Regions from separate parts of the Mus musculus genome. Here region 1 is linked to region 2. The links are chromatin contacts, called in public HiChIP or PLAC-seq maps. All regions are on one chromosome and are shown on one strand. The core of a region is the stretch at or near the end of the contact, and the rest is flanking DNA. Distances in the headings are between cores, read along the strand shown.

Region 1 (4,066 bases), core at 1,061-3,560, 43 kb after region 2:
CTCGGGGATGGCTCAGCTCGTATTTTTCCCCTTTGGAAAATGATTCTCATAGAGCAGCTATCTCATTAATTAAGCCTAATGTAGCTGTGCTTTTAATTGTAAGATGGATCATCTGCTAGAAAACATGGGGCGTTATTCTTGCTCACTGCATAGGGAGAGCCTGGCCACTCTAGTTATGACAAAGCACAGAGAGGTGAGGGACCTTGTAAAAGGCCTCTGCAGCAGCCTGCACTTGGATGGTTGAGCCACGTGACTGTCCAAGCAGCAAGATGGTTCTGCTGTCTGTGTCCTACAGGAGTGGTCTGTCACTGTGCAGGATGGAAAAGAGACAGGACTAGTGTCTGGTCCAAGCAGTGGAGTGCGGAGGCTCTCAGAAAAGGCAGCCGTTTTATTAAACTCATTTTTCACCCTGAGCAGGTCTCCACACTCTCCGCAGCCCTGGAGGCAATTTAGGTATTTGCCAAGCAGAGTGAGGAGTGGAAAACTCTGTCCTGTGAACTTTCATAAAACATTTGGGATGAAGATATTTTGACCATTCCATTTTATCCGTGTGCTGTTGTGAAATTTTCTTTTGCTGAAACAGTCCTGCTTGATTCTGAGCCGCGATTGTAAGTCATGACCTGTGGCTCCTGATGCTTCCGATCTGCGATCTGCGATCTGCAGGTGATGGCTGTTCTCCTGCCCGTAACTCCAGCACCAGGTGTGACTGACCTGCAGGCTGTATTTGGGGAGCTGTCTGGACCTTGGAGCCCTCTTACATTGAGTCGTATGGTGACAGTACAGGAAACTGGGTGAGAAATCAGATCTGAGCTCTAGCCCCACACTAAACACAAGCAGGTAAGACAGGCCTGAGCTTACTTCCTGGTCTCTCCCAGGAGCCTCTCTAACTGCCCCTCTTAGAGAAAATCACAGACATGAATGAATGTTCTTTACGATGCCCTATGCATGTATCTAATATATAAGCAAGGCAGTTATTTAGATGCAAAAACATTTGTGATGTTCTAAATGTTTAACGCTTGAGTAATTATTTTTAGATGCTTACTTTACCCCTCATCACTCACTTGCCATCTAGGTATTCATTTTAATATTTAAGTAGTTAAGAACATCTGACTTTAACCTTTAGTGATGTGTTGAGTGGCATTACTGAGCCACAGTGGATTTTTCCCCGTGTGTGTGATAATTTCGCCTGTGCTAACTACCCACCACATGCATACTCAGTGCACGCAGAGGTCAAGAGAGGGTGTTGTATCCTTGGAACTAGAGTTACAGAAGCTTGTGAGCCTGAATTGAGCCCTGATCTCTGCAAGAACAGCACGTGCTCTAAGCCCCTAAACCCTCTCTGCAGCCCCCCCCCCCCGTACCTGTTTAAAGGGCCAAACGGTACAGGTTTGTTTTGTACTTCCTGTTAACAAATAATAGCCAACTATTCTCATTAGAATTTACTCATTACGTGGTTAAGGACCTGTGCTTAGAGAAACCGGGAATTGGTAGAGTTTTCAAAGTGATTTAGACAAACTGAACAAAAATGACCTCCTCCTATGAAAGAGAAAACGGCACAGGGCATCGTGGGAAACGTCATGGTGTCTGTGCATAGTGTGGAAATGCGTTATGAATACGTTTGCGAGGAAACTAAACTAAAACTTTCTCAGGTTTAAAACGAGTTTTTCCAAAATGAGCGTTGAGACTTGGAGACTACCCTTATACTTAAGTCCCAGCAACCGTCTGAGCTTTCCCTAGGCAAAAAAGCTACCCATTTTCTGAAGGGGGCTGGCAAACAAACAAAATGAAAACACAGCCACCCAAACCAAAACCACTGAGAGTGTCCTGTGCAGGAACAGACAGGATATAGGGTCCCGCAAGAATGGACTGTGACCTGACTATATTTCTACAGCTGGGGATTGGCCAAGACTGCACAGTTCCAACAGGCAGAAAAGGGTCAACAGGGCAAATACTTTCTTGGAATCCACCCTCCAGGGCCAGGCTTAACAGAAACCTGCTTCTCCCCGGCCCCTGTCTCTCCACCTTCCTCCCTATTGGACCCTGAATGCTCACCCCAACTGGAGTGGAGGGTCAGAGTACCACCCAGGAGAGGCACCCCGCCACCACCACCAGGGGCAGAACAGATCCCCTTGGGAAGAGACCCCTAGGAAGGACTCCGCACGGCGGGGCTCCCCCTGGAGGACAGACCTGGGCGCAGCGGGGCGCCTTTGGGGGAGGTCCTGGGTAGGACAGGGGCGGGGCGCGGCCAGGCAGGCGGGGGTGTGTCCGAAGGGCCTGCGCACCAGGCCAGGGTCGAGCTGGGAAGAGCACACTCGCGCAGTGCCTGTGAGCGAGCACGGGCGAGACCTTCCCCAGGAGCGCAGGGAGCGGCGGCGACAACATGCGCGGCAGCGGCACGGGAGCCGCGCTCCTGGTGCTCCTGGCCTCGGTGCTCTGGGTCACCGTGCGGAGCCAGCAGAGAGGTGAGCTCCGCGGCGGGAACACCGCTGACCCTCCGACTGGCGAGCGGGAGCGTGCGGGCGCAGGGGACAAAGCGCGGCGCTCGGGGCTGTGGATGGGCGCACGCACCCTGGCGCAGCGCGGACCTGCTGCGGGCCGCACGGGGCTGCAGGGACTCCAGCGGAAGCCGCCTCCCTGAGGACGCTGGCTGCTCCCTGGAGCTCTAGGCTCTGGTTTCCTCTGACTCTAGGGGTCACCTGCTTTCTAGCTTAGTGGGACCTTGAGATCCAGGAGTACAGTGGGTGGCGAGAGTGGCGTGTCCGGCACGTGAGAAGGGACACTGACTCCGTACCCAACGCCTGAGTGGCTGCGGACTGGCCGGAGACCGCCGGGTTGGTTGATTGTATGCAGCGCTCCCGCAATGAATGGGAACGGAGTTCTCTGGCATTCACTTCATTGTCCTGTGTTGCAGAGAGAGACCATGGAAGGAGAAAGGCCGGCTCCTCTGGGGCACTAGCATCCAGGGTGGTCTAGCGGGAAAAGACTGATGGAGAAGGGGTTCCAAGGTCAGCTGTCCTGGGCAACTGGGACCCGCATATGGCGTCCAGGACACAAATGTGTTCTCTAAAGTGTGCTCTTTGTGTACTCTGTAAAGTGAGCAAATAGACTCCCCACGCGTGTTTAAATTATGTGCACTATAAATTATGGCGTAAGGGGCTAGAAAGGTCGGACAGTGAGTGTGTCGGCTCTCCTTGGAATCAGTAGCTTTCTTTACAAGGTTGAGAACAGAAGCCAACCCAAAGTGAATTTTCAGTGGGCACTGGAGATGGGAGGTGGAGGGACAGAGAATATACCATGCCACCCAGAGTTATCTGCAAGCCCCTGCTAGGTGGTCACAAATGTTTGTCGAAAACGTCTCAATGTATGCAACAAGTGACATTGAGTGTGTTCCCACAGATTGCTCTCCAGGAGCACAGGTTAAAAGTAGGAGGCCGAACTCGAAATGCCCTCGTGGGAAAAATGTGTGTTTGGGCATTGTGCAGAGCCGTGAGCTGTGCAGGCTATGAGCATCCCATTCATTCATGCATTCATGATGAAAGCGCTGGACCGAGCTGGAAACGCAGCTTTGAATAGCCCGGCGGCTGCTCAGCTCAGGAGCGGGGGCTGGGAGAGGGGAATTTACATAGTTATCAGGGAAAGAAAAGAGCCAGCCTTTGGGAGGGAAGCTTTTGACGCTGAGAGCCCAACTCCTGCCTGTGAGGTTGCTGAAAGTGACCAAATCAGGGTTCTCACAGGGTGGAGAAAGCAGCTTGCCTTGGTTTATTGTTTCAAGACATTGAAAGTCTTAGACTGAGGAGATGCTCTGAATGCCTTCCGTTCCCCTGAGGGCTGGGTGCTTGGCCTGGGTGGTTATGAATGGTGTTTGGAGAAAGTGGACTGCGTGGGGCTTTCCTGCTTTGAGACACTGCAGAAAAGCTACGTCAGGCAGGGCCTTTGAATCGCTCCTATCTAGTCTATATTTGCCAACCCACAGCTTTCCTAATGAGTATCCTTGGAAGTTTTGTTCCCTGTATGGCTGATGAAATGGCATGATTTACTCTCTCTCTCTCTCTCTCTCTCTCTCTCT
Region 2 (3,935 bases), core at 725-3,224:
AGAGGCAAAGGCAGTCAGTTCTCTGCCTGTTGAAGCCAGCCCGGGCTATAGAGCAAGTTTCAGACCATCTGTGGCTATGTAATGAAACTGTATTCCAAACAAACAAATGGAACAAATGGGTTATGTTAAACCAATGGACTCCTGACTCCCTCTCCTATAAGCAAAGTTCCATGGCAGCCATTTGCCATTTGGGGAACAGAGGAGGCTGAAGATGTAGGAGAAAAAGCACATGACCAGAGCTTATGATTCTCATGCAGGAATAGGATGTGGAGAAAAGCAAAGAAGGACCTGCTGTGGGCTGGACACCTAGAGTTCACCTGTCAAAACTCTACCTGCCGGTCAGAGTGTGGCCTTTCATGGAGACAGGACCTTTTAAGAAAGTGACTGGGAGAGAATAAGATCCTTAGGTGGGCTGTTACCCAGTATGATTTGTGCCCTCAGAAAAACAGAAATTCATACTCAGAGAGAAGAAGGTGTGAAGGGTCGGGAAGGAGGCAGCCATTGTGGTGTGAAGGGTCGGGAAGGAGGCAGCCATTGTGGTGTGAAGGGTCAGGAAGGAGGCGGTCATGTATAAGCCTTGGATAGAGGTCTTGGAAGGAACCAACATTACTGATACCTAACATCAACTTCCAACCTCCCAAATAGCAAGGAAATCAATCCTTTGTCATGGCCACTCAGGTAAACTGACCCAGGCTGCCTTTCCTCCCTGGGCTAAGAAGAAATTCCCCATGCTGATAGCCTGAAGAGACACTAAACGCCATAGAGCCATAGATCCCTTTGTCTATGTGACACTGCAGAAGGTTCCTCGGAGTCCTTTATCTGCTTCAGGAGTCCTGTTGGTGGAATTGTTAGGACAGTGGGTCCCAGAAGACAGTGTTCTCCCTCAGCTCCCACAAAAGCTACACTGGTGTGGGTCTGTGGAGGCTGTTGACGTTCACCCACATTCCAGAGGACACTGCAAAGAGGATGGTGGCTTCTGTAGGGAAAACATTTGAACACCATAGGCCAGTGGAGCCCTGGTATAAGTGAGGGGCATATGGGAGGGTCACACTGACACTGCGGTAGCAAGAGAGAAGCAGCCATCAGCGAGGTGCCAGGCCAGTGAACTGTGAGGCTGTGTCACTAGCAGGAAATAACATCAGGGTGAGCAGTGGCCAGGTGGTTCTGGGCTCGCCGCTGAGCAGCCCTGGACTGTACTTGCACGAGAGCTCACAGTTTCCTCTTGCCAAGGTACCACTTTGGAACAAAAAGGGGCTGTGAGTGTAAGATGCTGAAAACAAGAGAGTTTGCCTATTAGATAGCTGAGAGAAGCTGAAAGAACATCCTTTACAAATACAACTTTCTCTTCTACTGGGGTGGGAGTGGCAGCTGGGAACTAAGATGTCAAAACTGGATGACAAATGTGACCCTGAAATCACATGTGCCTGGCCATCATTTCTGTCCCCACATGTCAAAGTCACCCTCAGAACCATGAAGGAAGGGTCACTTCTGGAGCATGACATGATCACCCTATCTCTAGAGGAATGCCCCCATTGTCATATTGTCTTTCCTTCTACATTGTCAAGTGCTTGCTCCTTGGAACCATCATTGATATTGTGTATAGATAAGCACACAGGCTGTGTTTGTCCTTGCTGTGAGGGACAGAGTCAGATATAAGGGAGAAAGCCAGGGTCCTTGATAAGCTTTGGTGACCTTGCTTAGGGTGGGTCTTTTCCTTGAAGGGATGTTGATTAGAGCTGGACAAAGATAACAGTGCTGTGAGTCAGGATGGTTGGGCACACCCTGGCTAGGATTCTGAGATAGTATTGGGGTGTATGTCTTTGATAGTTTCAATTGAAAAGTTAATGGGTCTTTTTTGAAGATTCTAAAAGGACGAGGTTACAAAAGCTTCTCACTTTCCTGTAGGATCACAGCCTGAAACCCCATCCCAGATTTAAAACTGTAAATTAAAGTGCATCTAGACATGTACTCAACCAACCAAGCCAGCCCAACAGCACATACATGGCATGGGGGCACAGATTATGTCCCGCAGCCTATCCACATGACTCACCGTGCCAGCTGAGGAAAAGGTCCAAACTCAAAACTTTTGAGCATGATTTCAATTAAATTTGGATTGTTTGTACACCATCACAAGACTGAAAGTAAGTGTAGCCATTGTTAGTTGGAACCATCAATACTTTCAAGACCAGTGTTTCCTAAAGAAATGGACTTTTATCAAGAAGGAAAAATAGAAGAATGAAGTCGTGTCAGTGAGGACAGAGTGTGGGCACTGGAATGTAGACAGTTCTAATGCCGCATCTGCTGTGAAAAACTCTCTATGTAGATACACACACACACACACATACACACCACCACCACTACCACCACCACCACCACCACCACACACACACACACACAGACAGACAGACAGACAGATCCCCTGGGCTCTATTGCTTATGTGTATAGGGCCCAGTATTGGCCATCTTACCTCAGTTACTGAAGGAGAAGAAGTTCTTATACTTTCATGTATGGTGGTTTGAATATGATTGACCCAGGGAGTGGCACTATTAGGAAGTGTGGCCTTGTTGGAGGAAGTGTTTTGTCATGGGGGTGAGCAATGAGACCCTGCCCCTAACCACATGGGAACCATTCTTCTCCTAGGTGCCTTCACAACAAGAGGCAGAACACTCTTTGGCCTTACATCTGCCTGGATGCTGCCATGCTCCCACCTTGATGATAATGGACTGACCCTCTGAACCTGTAAGCCAGCCCCAATTCAATGTTGTTCTTATGAGAGTTGCCTTGGTCATGGTGTCTGTTCACAGCAGCGAAACCCTAAGGAAGACAATGTGTAACAAAATCTGCTATAAGCCCTCTATAGAACTCGACTTTTGTGGAGACATGCACATGAGCACTGTGGTAGAAGGTCAGACAGAAGCCGGAGAGGCATTGTCCTAGCCGAGGCTTCTGGGAAGGACAGCAAAGCTTTAAAGAAAGTCTGAGGGTGATCAGGACAAGCAGGGATGTCTTTGACATGACTGAGATCTCTGTTGCTTTCTGCCTTGGAATATCCCCCCTTCTCGCTTGGCTTGATACTCTGCCTGAGCCTCGGGGAACACAGAATTCTAACCCTAAGCTCCTTCCCAAATGATATCCTTCTGCTAGAATTTTAAGTTCAACAATATGGAGTAGAGATAACCAAGATAGGTCTGGGCATCACGGGTGACCACATGACCTTGAGCATTCAAGCCATTATGTGTCCAGCCTTAGCACGGTTGTTATGGGGATCAGGTACCAGCTGTATGGTTTGGGGACTGGAAAGGCTGCTCAGTGGTTAGGGGATCTCTTACTGCTTTCACAGAGGCCTAGAACTCCATTTCCAGCATGCACATCCAGTAACTCACTGACTATAACTCCAGGTCCTCTTCTAGATCCATGTGAGTCTGTGCACGCGGTGGTGCACATAAACTCATGCAGGCACACATATAAACAAAAATAAATTAATAATAGAAATAGAATAATTTTGCTTTTCTTATTAAACAAAATTAAAATTCAACTAAAACTGTATATTTTGAAGAACTCTGGTGGCTGAAGCACTAGTTGGGGACCTTTCTTCTCCACCCTCACCATAATTTCTCCCACAAACCTCTCCTACTTTATCTTCATTTCTCTGGCATCTTACCTTGCTTTTCTGTCTGTACCTATACACATACCTTCTATGTGACTTTTCTTTTTTTCAAAGTGAAACCCTGACAGCATTCTTAAGCATGCCTAATTTTATCAACTACATTTGATCTGAAGCACTTTAAATATTCTAAAGGACCATGGGAAGAGCCTGAATTTTAAGCTGTCCTTGAGTCAAGCACTGGTCTGTGCACTTATGAAGCTGTGTGGATCCAGCCATGTGGCTTAAAGATGACTATTTGACTCCATACTCCAAAGTCAAAACAGTAGCT

What was found. HiChIP or PLAC-seq counts read pairs in DNA pulled down with a chosen protein or histone mark.
Region 1: an H3K27ac HiChIP or PLAC-seq map of extraembryonic endoderm stem cells shows a contact between it and region 2, with 2.8 times the contacts expected there. The contact joins the promoter of Lama1 here to the enhancer-like site in region 2. A contact is called at or near these places in 1 of 15 datasets of contacts at CTCF or cohesin (embryonic stem cells), 6 of 484 Hi-C or Micro-C datasets (Sertoli cells, extraembryonic endoderm stem cells, granulosa cells and 2 more), 7 of 115 datasets of contacts at active chromatin or transcription factors (differentiating embryonic stem cells, embryonic fibroblasts, embryonic stem cells and 3 more) and 1 of 9 other capture datasets (pancreatic islet).

Annotation. Positions count from the first base shown.
Region 1 is chr17:67,694,955-67,699,020 of GRCm38.p6, forward strand. Lama1 (laminin, alpha 1) reads left to right here and starts at 2,311. Exons shown (of 63, transcript NM_008480.2): 1 at 2,311-2,462. The coding sequence starts at 2,381.
Region 2 is chr17:67,652,632-67,656,566 of GRCm38.p6, forward strand. No RefSeq gene overlaps it. Among named protein-coding and RNA genes, the nearest start is that of Lrrc30, 22 kb to the left of the region's middle. Within about 2 kb of position 1,975, at least 4 of the 459 cell types and tissues checked have an H3K27ac peak or open chromatin away from gene starts, as enhancers often do. A contact at or near this core is called in extraembryonic endoderm stem cells, where this site is marked.